Linked DNA regions of Sus scrofa: region 2 is linked to region 1. Evidence: chromatin contacts called from public Hi-C data. All regions are on one chromosome and are shown on one strand. The core of a region is the stretch at or near the end of the contact, and the rest is flanking DNA. Distances in the headings are between cores, read along the strand shown.

Region 1 (5,465 bases), core at 1,731-4,230:
GAAAAGATGGGAGTCAAGAAACTGGGGGATGGAGAGTGACCTAGGCACCAGAGGAAGGACGAAAACAGATCAGGGCAGGAGTGGAGGCCAAATAGAAGGTATTGGGAGCTTTCTCCCAAGCTGAACGAGTTTTGTTGGGATCCATTTGCTAGATCACTTGAATTTCTGTTTTCTTTCTGCAAGTTATTATCACACTTTGCTGAAATTGGGAAGAGGCAGGATCCTCGTATTTAGTAATCCAAATCTGAATACTAAGTTTTCATCCAGAGGCCTATGTTCTTAAACTATCAGGAGAGTTTGTCATGGGGGACAAAATGTGTTTTAAATTACAGAGAATCAGTTCTTGGGAAACTGGATTGTGTTTTCTTTGAGATTACCTCTTGCAGTGCTTTTCGGATGTCAGTGCACATAAGGGCTTAAAATCAAGCTGGACTTAACTTTGTACTCTCCGTTTGCCTAATCACTAGGGGGAAGGCTCCGTGGATCATCACATAAACACCTTTTAGACTACGAAGAGGTCCTACACCAAGTACCATTCGTGTTTATAAAATACTTTACAATTAACATAATATTTACATCTATTATAATTATTCGCCCTTAACCAAAATTTGGCACAGGCCATGGGAGAAGCTCCATTTTGTTGATAAGGAAACTGGTGCTGGGAGAGTTTCTATATCACCATGTGTGTAAAGAGAGGAGTGAGATTATTTTAATGCTTTTGAAATTTATTTAATTTTTTTTTGCTCTACTTTTTTCTTCACATTGATTCTCCCAAAGACCCTGATAGTTTGAGCAGATAACTTTATTCCAGTTTTACAGATACGAAAACAAGGGCTATGATCTGGCAGAGCTAATAAATCCTGAGAGGAGGGGCTCTCCAAGGCTGGTCTCTGCCTCCAGGAGTCACTGACTCCTGTCTAGCCCTTGTAACACCAAGTCAGATTTTCATTCAAAAGATAATTAGGAAGATGATTTGCCATGGGAAAAAATAGAGATCATTAAGGTGAAAGAAAGAGGGAAAAAATAAACCTCTCATTATGTGCTTCTCCCTTTTGACACTTTCTGTCCTGTGAGAAAACAGTGCAATAAAAGCACCCCTGAAAGATTTTAGAAAAACGAGTTTCAAAATTAGAAGCTTGAATTATCTGTAGGACTTCTGGAGAAGACTGGTAGATGAAGGACATAGCATGGGAAGTGAGATGGTAAAGTAAAAATGAAAACAGACTGTGGTTTGAAATCTCAAAGTGAAATTTAAAGACTCCTAAAAGTTAAATCCAGCGGTATGGTAAATAGTTTAGGCCCCATTATATGACCTTGCGTTTTAAGAACTATTTTTGGAAAGGAATGTTTCAAAACTCCGTCCCCCCCCACCCCAGAAAAAATATTGGATACCTCCCCGCTTTTCTGTTAAATGACTACAGACACCCAACACCGGGCCTACATACTGTCACTCTTTCCTGGCCCTTTGGCAGCTAAAAGGCCACAGGGCCTGAGATCTGGGTACCGGGACTTGGACAAAAGTCAGGAATTTGGCTACTTCTCCCCATGGCCACATCTGATCTCTTGGGAAAATGTGCAGCTCCGATGGTGGGTCACTCTTCATCCCTGGCAAAGGTTGTTACAGGAAAGATTGAGAAAGACCTCGCCAGGAGGGAGGCAAAAGCCTCCGAGGCTCCCCTCCCCCAGCAGCTGGCCAAGGCCAGGGCCACCGCGGGAGCACCACGCGTCCACGTGCATCCGGCATGCCCAGCCATCCTTCTTACGTAAGAGTCTCAGGATGGAGTTGCTGCTGCTGTGGGTCCCTCTTCCCCGACGGCTATTAATAAACCGGATCCGTAGTTTCCGGGCCACCGCCAGTATAGATGCAGGGTTGGGGGCCTCATTTAGGCTCCTGAAATTTGTTAATCCCACCCGGGGAGCGTGAAGAAGGCCCATCCGACCCCCCGCACTCCAGCGGCGCCGTCTTTAACCTCGCAGTGCCTCCCCCCCCACCTCCGCCCCAAGCTGGCCGGCTCTGCGCTCGGCGCTGGCTGGGTGCGGCAGCTCCATCCCTCCTCCGCTCTGCCCTGCTCTGCCCTGCCCTGCCCTGCCTCAGCGCCCTCCCTCCACCCGGGTATCAGGCGAGAGGCGGAGCTGGCCCGGCGCGCCCCGCCCCCGCTGTAGAAAGGGCCCGGAGAGTGTTACTCGCGGTCATCCCCAGCTCGGGCCTTTTATCTCGACGCAGCCGGGGAGGCGGGAGGAGGAGACACGGGGGGTGGCCCTGAGCGCCGGTGACACCTTTCCTGGGGCTCTATAAATTGAGCACCTGGGATGGGTAGGGGGCCGACGCCACCACCACCGCCCGCAGTCACAGTCCGGCCACTGACCGCAACAGCACCCGCAGGCAGCAGCCGCCAGAAGCGGGAACACTGAGCTACCCAGCAGCAGAGGCGCTCGAGGACCCCTAGGAGGTGCGTACCCCCGCCCCACCTCTGTCCGGTCAGCGTGGCGCTTGGACTCAGGCTTTTCGGAGGGAGATGGGAGTGGGGAGCACCCCTTCCTTCTTTTCGCGGCCCCGGGCGGGCTAGGAGGCGGGACAGCCCTGCTGGGGGGAGCCACCCGGGCGCCGTCCCAGTCGAGCAATAACCGGGCAGGGAGGTGCGCGCGGGCAGGGACGCCGGGCACACTAGCCGAGTGAATAATAGTCTCTTCCGTTTCGGTCTCCCAGCCAGGCCAGGGCTCGACCCACGGACCACGCGCCGATATCGCGAGCTTCCGGACGCCAAAGCCAGGAGAAGTCGCGCATCCCGCAGGGTCGGGCTGCGAGCGAGACGAGAGTTGGAGAGGGCGGAGGAGGAGCCCGGAATCCCGCCGCACCCTCTGTAGCCATAGTCAGGCCTCCCGGCGCGGGCCTCAGAGCGCGTGAAGGCGGGCAGCCCCTCGCCCCGGCCGGCCATCCGGTGCCCATACGTCCCAGTGCTTCGGCGCCCGCCCGGCCACCATGATGCAAATTTGCGACACCTACAACCAGAAGCACTCTCTCTTTAACGCCATGAATCGCTTCATCGGCGCCGTGAACAACATGGACCAGACGGTGATGGTGCCCAGCCTGCTGCGCGACGTGCCCCTGGCCGAGCCCGGGCTGGACAACGACGTCGGCGTGGAGGTAGGCGGCAGTGGCGGCTGCCTGGAGGAGCGCACGCCCCCGGCCCCCGGCCCGGGCAGCGCCAACGGCAGCTTTTTCGCGCCCTCCCGGGACATGTATAGCCACTACGTGCTGCTCAAGTCCATCCGCCACGACATCGAGTGGGGAGTCCTGCACCAGCCGCAGCCAACGGGGAGCGAGGAGGGGAGCGCCTGGAAGTCCAAGGACATCCTGGTGGATCTGAGCCACCTGGAGGGCGCGGACGCCGGCGAGGAGGACCTAGAACAGCAGTTCCACTACCACCTGCGCGGGCTGCACACCGTGCTCTCCAAACTCACGCGCAAGGCCAACATCCTCACCAACAGATACAAGCAGGAAATCGGCTTCAGCAATTGGGGGCACTGAGGCGGGTCGCCCGCGGCTGCCCAGCACCCTTCCCCCCGCCCCCCCATTTCTCACCCTCTCCCTTTCAAGTCTATTTTCTTTCTGGCTGTAGGGCGCGCTGGGCGGACTGCAAAGTTGGGGGGCTGCGTACGTGCAGAGGACGCGGCGGAGCTAGAGGGAGGAAGGGGCTTCTTTTGGGAGAGGAAAGTGATGGCAAAACGTGGCGGGGGGCGGGTGTGCCCAATGACTTCCTTCTCCCGCAGAGAGGTGGTGGTGAGGGGGCTGTGTTCTACTCTGTTGGGAATGGGACTGAGTTGACGCCCTGCCTTCAGTCTGTGCCTTTCCTGGAGTTTCTATTCTGTTCTTTCCGGAGGAGAAGGGCCGAGAAAAGGGCCATTCCAGGGCGCGGCGCTGGGTTGCTACACTTGGGAGCGCCGCCCGGAGCTGGGCGCTGGGGAAGGCGGGGCGGGCGCGCAGCCTCCCGCCGCCCTGCCGTTGGGCTGGTGGAGGCCGCAGCGTTGCTAGGATTGCATCAGTTTTCCTGTTTGCACTTTTTTTTTTTTTTTTTTTTTTTTGGTAACAGTGGCCCTGTCTTAAGTATTTCGAATCTCCTCCTTGCTCTGAAACTTCGGCGATTCCATTGTGATATGCGCACAAACAGCACTGTCTGTCGGTAACCGGTACTACTTTATTAATGATTTTCTGTTACACTGTATAGTTGTCCTGTGGCACCCCTACTCCATCCCTTCCACGCTACCCCCACCCCGGTGTGTGTAAGCTGGCCCTGGGCCAGCTTGTACGAAGCTTGCCACCCAGCCAGTGAAAATAATAACATTATTATGAGAAAGTGGACTTATCAGAAATGGAACCAGCTGACATTCTATCCGTGTTGTATATGGAATGATGAAGGGTTCCAGTTGTTATATGTCTTAAATTTATTTAAAACTTTTTTAATCCAGATGTAGACTATATTCTAAAAAATAAAAAAAGAGCAAATGTGTTAACGAAACTCGACAAGTTTATTGCTTTCTCATCTGCCAGTGGATGGATGGCTTAGTAGTTAAATAAAAATAATTTTTTTTTTAAGCAAAAGTCTTTTTCTCTGGTATTTCAAAGTGGTGGATAATCATCCCTGTTAAGTGTTCAGTTTTATTTGGGAAGAAGCTACCAACAAGATTTACTTCCAAGGTTTTTATTTCTAATATTTCCAAGTAACCCTGTACACCCCACGAAAAAGCTCGTAAATATTCAGAAGTATTTAGGAAGGTACATATATTACAGCTTCCAACCAACTTGACCAGCTTATTAGTGCCTAATTGACTTTTTGAATTTTTTAAGAGGTTCAAGCAAAAATGAGTTTTGAGGCCTAAAAACTTAAAGGCAGACATTTTACTTGGCTCCGAGAAGAACAAGAAGAGAAACACCAGTAATACTAGTGCCCACACCTTCCAGATCTTTATTTACAAGTCTTTGGAGTTGGTCTTAGGAGATACTTAAATGTTATAGTGTTATAACATGTGCTGTGGCTATTTGACTGGCTCCCAGTGAGTGCTAAACTCTGCTAAGGTGTGTCCAGCAATGCTTCCAGTTTTCCAGGGAGCCAGTCTGCAGCTGTGGACAACAGATCCACAGGAAGACTGCAGTAGGGCCCTTTGGAACACTTCCTTAGATGCTATTACCATGCTTTCCTGGGATGGTGCCACAGGCGAAACACAGTGCTCTGTACTTTATTTAATGATTTGTTGGGGGAGGGGAGGAATAAGCTTCAGATCGACTTAACGTTTCCTGAAATCATGAGAAATTCTCTATGCTCATAGAGCCTGAATTTAAAATACATACAACTTTGCAGTTTAAAAAAAAGCAGAAAGTTTTTGTACTGTGGGCACCTCAACTCCGTTATCAGCGTTTAGCAGCAGTGAAAAAATGGGGAAGTGTCCAGGCTAGTGCCTGCGTTGCC
Region 2 (5,465 bases), core at 822-3,321, 290 kb after region 1:
GGGCGCTGTTCCGGAGACGGCAGCAGCGTCTCAGCTCCGGGGCACGGGCGCCCGCCCCGCCCGCTGGAGGAGGGAAGCGGGAAGGGAGGCCCCTGGCAGCCCCGAGTCCCCGGACGGTGTTCGGCTCGCGGGCACGCGGGGCTTTCTCGCAGCTCCGGCCGACTTGGGGGCGGTACCTGGATCCGCCTCGGCGTGGCAGTCGAGCTCGGGAGAGGGCGCAGGCAGGGAGCTGAGCGAAAGCTCAGCGGGAGGGAATCTGTGTATCCTGACTCGGGGAGCAACCTGCTGCCAGGCAGCGGCCCAGAGAATGGCTAAGCGACGAGCGCTGTGGATCCCTGCGGCCGCAAGAAGCTAAAAGTAAACGGTGCTGCGGGCTACTCCGCGCATCGGCCGCACCTCCGCGCCCTTTGCATCAGCAGCAAAGCCCTAGTTGACCCGCCCTCCTCCAGAGAGATGTTCCCAATGCTGGGCAGCTGGGCAAGGAGTAGAATCGCTAAAGCCGACATTGCAAGAGCGCTTACCCTGTATGTGGCATCATGCAGTCTTCCCATTTGACAGGGAAGGAAACAGAGGCACACTGAAATTGTCACAGGGGTGCTAAGTTGTAGAGCTAGAATTCAAACACAGGAGGTCTGCCAGTGGAATCTGGGTCCTTCAACACAAAACTGACAGCTTCCCTGTGCAGTGTTGTGCTGCTGATCAAGACGCCCCAGGGGCTCAGAGAATAGATGAGAATGGTCCCAAAGCTGGGAGTTTCTCTCTGCCTTTTCCTTGTGTTGATGGTCTGCGTGTCTGTGGCTTCCTGTGTCTCTGGTCCCGCTGGTGGTTCTGGCCAAACCTCAAGCCATGGGAAAACTATTTCCCCAGGGGCAGGGGAAAATCGTGCATTTCTTCTTCCCTTGGAGCGTGTTCTGGAGCTGCCCAAAGCACCATTAACCTTATACGCTGCCCTCCCCAGCACTCCGTCCCTGCGGGTGACAGGTAACCTATAACCACTGCCACTCTTCCCACCATTGCCTGGGTGACTGGATATCTGGAATGGGTCCTGAGGGGCATGGCTTTGCCATAAAAGAAGGCAGCACATCACCATGGGTCCTGTATGGTCCCCTGCGAATGGGGCCCAGAACTGACACCTTCCAAGATCCCTTCTCATTTAGGCGCTGTGATAATAGCAGCCATTTGCTGAGGCCTACCTCTGTTCCAGGCTCTTGAGAAACATTATTGCTCCTCCTGCCAGCACCTCTAAAGGACAAATGTCATCATCCCTGCTTTAGAGGTAGGAAAACTGAGACTTGGTGAGGTGAAGTGACCTCCTGGTCAAAGGTCAGGCAGGAAGTTTCCTGACTCCCAAACCTCTACTTTCCCTACATTGTGGTGCCCTCCCGCTGGGGTGAGAGAAGAGCTCTGAGGTCAGCCTCCAAGCACCTCCCACTCCAATTTGTCACCCCTCAACAGGGGCGCTGTGTCTCCCCCAGCCCTCCTCCACAGCTCCTCCTCGCCTTTCCTGCTCCTTCAGCTCCCTTTCTTCGGATTTGCCAAAAGCTCACCTTCCACCTGCCACCTGCCCTTAGTTGGGATGCCCAACTAAGGACCGGAATGGGATTGCTCCCTCTGCCCAGAGGGGGAGCAGTTGGAATGGCGGAGGGAATGGTCCTATTCCCTTCGCTCCGGCATCACTCCCGGTCCCAGTGGTTAGCCAGCTGTAATAGAATGCACATCTAAAGCTGGAGGGGTCACAGGGCTGAGGACACCTCCAGAGGCGTGTGTGAGCGTGGGGGCCTGAGTCAGGGGGAGCGTATCTGGACTGGGTGTGTGTCTGCACACTCAGCAGTATCTGTCCCACGAGCAGAGTCGATTCGAACAGGTCAGGAAAAGAGTTCTTCTGCAGGCTCCTCCAGCACTCTGTCCTCAAGCCACGCAGGTGGCTAAAAGCCCGGGGGTGCACACCCCAGCTTCATGGGGCCCATCTCCCAGCTGCCCGCAGAGAGCTGAGAGACAAGGCTCTGGGTGGCCTTTGCAGTGGAAGCATATTTTATTCGCTTGGAGTGTCCAAAGGGGGCCGGACTGAAAAGGAAGGCCCGGATTGGGCAACCTCATGGCAGTTCTGGGTAGCAGGAGGAAGGGAGAGGCCAATTTGGCCTAAGGATCCCCACCTCCCAACCAAGGCAGCCACCTTCAGTTTCTGGGATCTCAGGGGAGTGGAGGGGGTGTTAGGAGGCCAGGCAGTTTAAGCTCTGCAGGAAGACTTTGCCTAGGACCTCCCAGCCTGTTGCCTCAGCCAGAAACTAAGAGAGGAAGGAGAGGCAGGAGGGGCCGGTTGTCCTGTCCTAGGAGGACCCAGATTGCATAAGTGCTTGTTGCCAAAGGCCTTGGGAAACCTCTGGGTGCAGTCCAACCCCCACCCCTGCCCCCGCCCCAACCCCTGCCCGTCCCTGCCAAACAGGCTGGACCTCAGTGCTTTCTCATTACGAGGGCTGCCATCTGCAATGCAGGCGAGGGCGAGGTGCCTCCTCTCCTGCTGGAGTGCTGAGAAATTAGGTCCAGGGGCACATCCATCTCTTTCACAGCACAGTTATGTGCTAAGAACAGACAGCTTCTGATAGGGAACCCTCCAGCAAGTGCAAAACACCTCGCTCCGATGCAGAGTCTTGGATATCAGAGACACATGCTTTTAGAAGACGTAGGTTGAGACCCAGTCCCAGCAGACTGCATCTCCATCCCTTCTTCTTCACTCTGCTTTCGCACACGCACTGGAGTTATTAGGGAAGTATAATGATAAGGCCACTGAGTGGCCTCTGTGTGTCCCATTACCAGGAAGAGAGGAAAGCTGGGGGCACCTGTGTTTCAGATTTCTGATCACTCCCTGGGAGCTGGAGTGACCCAGGAGCCTTCCATGCTGCCGCCTGGCAGAATTTCTGTAAACCAGAGGGTTTCCTGAGCCTTTGTCCCATCCCGATCTGACCTCAGTGGTGGCCAAGCTTTGCTAGAAGGAAAGGAAACATTTTTTTTTTTTTAGGGCCACACCCACAGCATATGGAAGTTGCCAGGCTAGGGGTCCAATTGGAGCTGTAGTTGCTGGCCTACACCACAGCCACAGCCACGCCAGATCCTTAATCCACTGGGCAGGACCAGGGATCAAACCTGCATCCTCATGGATATTAGTCAGTTTCATTTCCACTGAGCCACAAGGGGAACTCCACTAGAAGGAAAGCTTTGGCTGCCCCTGCTCAGAGTTTTTTTGTTGTTGTTGTTTTTCACGCAGTGCCTCCCCATCCCATTTGCAGGAAAGATGAGGGATGAAGTCTTAAAGAAAAGTGCTCTCTGCATCCTCCCCTCTCATCCAAGACAGCGTCCCTCCAAGAAGGCTGAGTCAGCCTGGCCAGGGCCCGCCTCCTTGAGGCCCCTGCTGATTCCAGCTTGTGAGTGGATTTATAATGAAATTCAAATGAGCTCGAGGTTATCCAGGGTGAACGAGGCTGCTCCTCATCCCTCCTTTCTCTGGAGGGGGCTGCAGACTGTAGATCGGAACCTTCTTGGAGAAGTGTTTTTGAAAGTGGAGTTAGATGGGATGGGGATGGGATAGAAACAGGCCTGGGTAGCAGGGGGAGACACCCTTGTCATCCATTCAAGGCCTGTGGTTGCAATTCCTTAGCTGAAAAGAATAGGGACAGGGGGCTTCTGACCCTCATCAGGACCCCCGTGTGCCCTTGCGATCTTCAGGAGGCTTCCGGAGCGAGCTCGCTATTGCTGTGCATGCAGGCATCCCCTGAGTGTGCACCCCAGGCCCATTCTTCATCGGATCGGGAATCGAACTCAGCTCAGTGGGAAGGACATATGCTTCATTGCCTCTTCTGGCTGAGACTGCTGTTTTAATTTTCAGCTGCATGTTTTCTTTTATCACCTGAAGCAGTAGCCTGTCTCTGGGTTCTTCCTAAGCAGACAGAATGCAGTCTGCTAACCCCGGGAGCATCCACTCAGAACCACACTGGCCAGGACTAAAAGCCTCCTGTGCCTTCTGCCCTGGGGTCGCCGCGCTTCCTGAATCCCCGGGCCCCGGGGGCAGGCCGGGCCAGGCAGTGCTGCGGAAGTCTGGCCTCCTGTCTTTGGGATTCCAGCAAGGTGCCATTTCCATATTCTCTGGCAATAACTAATTAGCGGTTATAAAGCTCTTTGAAATATGAAGTGCTGCATGATAATATCTGTAATGAGCCTGATTCTTTCCCTCTTGCATGCGAGGCTGGGGGAGTAGGTTTTACACCCACTAAGGGGAGTTGGGCTGCAAGGCAGCTTCTTCCCCAAGGAGCATCAGAGTCCTGATCTGATCAAGGGGTCCTAGGGAAGGGGCCAGGGTGAGCAGCCCACTGGCAAAGCAGCACTTTGATGCTCCCCCCTCCAATCTGACTGCCCCCATCAGCTGCTTACCAGCTTCCGACTTACCCTCCGCTGGGTGGGAGAAGAAGAGGGGCAGTGAGGATGATGGATGGAAAGAGGAGAAGAGAAAGGTGGACTTAGGGTGAGGAGAACGAGTTGGGCTCATGGTCTCCTTAATGCGATTTAGAATTTCATATTAATATATCACCTCAGAAAAAAATTAATGAGAAACGTGAAGAAAATAGGATAATGAATATGATAATATATGGGGAGTGCTTTGGGCTTCTTGGAACAAAGGTGCAAGGAATTATTGCTGTGATTTTCTCACGGTGCATATATATTTTTATTAAACTCTAAAAAAAATGCCAGTAGATTCACTTCTTTGCAAGGTATTAACGCCCCGCAGAGGAGTCATTCTTCAGTTAGCTTCCTGAGCCTCGGCCCACCTCTCGGCTGTTTTCTTGTCACTCTTCTGGAGACTTCCAGCTGAAGGAACGCGGAGTGGAGATTCGAACACTCAGTGGCTTGGCCGGGAGTGTCTGGCGTACCTGTGCCCGCAGAGACGGCTTCCTGAGCAAGTGGGTCTCAGGAGGGCTGGGGGTGGGATGGAGGGGAACGGAGTGTAAAACAGAAATTGAAGCCAGGCTTCTGGATGGAGGGACACTTAGGGAAAGAGCAACTTACTTGTGTTCTGTCTCCCGGCCTTCCTGCCCAATGGTCCGCTCAGGCCAGACTTCTTTATGAAGATTTAGACACCATTAAATATAAGTTCTCAATTGGATGGAAACTTTGTAAGGCTACCTTGCCAAGGGACCACAGAGACTAGAGCGAAGGTAAGACCCTCACCATTTCTCTTTCTTGCTTCCCTGTGCCAGTGGTTCTCACAGCACAGTCCTTGGAGAGCAGCCTCGGCATCACTTGGAACTTGTTGGAAATGCACACCCCCAGGCCCCATCCCAGACCCACTGAACCAGAAATTCTGTGTCTGAGACCTGGTATTTTGTGTTTTAACAAGCCCTTCAACATGCTCAAGTTGGAGAAACCAGACTCAGGAATGGGTGTGCTACAGAAGCTACAGGTTGTTCTGTTCCAGG

The links. A called contact is a pair of places that touch in the nucleus more often than the background predicts.
Region 2: a Hi-C map of liver shows a contact between it and region 1, with 3 times the contacts expected there. The contact joins the enhancer-like site here to the promoter of MID1IP1 in region 1. A contact is called at or near these places in 1 of 5 promoter capture datasets (liver), 6 of 47 Hi-C or Micro-C datasets (embryonic fibroblasts, fetal heart ventricle, heart right ventricle and 2 more) and 2 of 2 datasets of contacts at active chromatin or transcription factors (alveolar macrophages and skeletal muscle).

Annotation. Positions count from the first base shown.
Region 1 is chrX:34,761,567-34,767,031 of Sscrofa11.1, forward strand. MID1IP1 (MID1 interacting protein 1) reads left to right here and starts at 2,981. Exons shown (of 1, transcript NM_001256365.1): 1 at 2,981-3,529. The coding sequence starts at 2,981. The coding sequence ends at 3,529. LOC106506941 (a long non-coding RNA gene) reads right to left here. Exons shown (of 3, transcript XR_002340636.1): 3 at 4,059-5,465.
Region 2 is chrX:35,050,665-35,056,129 of Sscrofa11.1, forward strand. No RefSeq gene overlaps it. Among named protein-coding and RNA genes, the nearest start is that of MID1IP1, 290 kb to the left of the region's middle. Within about 2 kb of position 2,072, at least 4 of the 83 cell types and tissues checked have an H3K27ac peak or open chromatin away from gene starts, as enhancers often do. A contact at or near this core is called in liver, where this site is marked.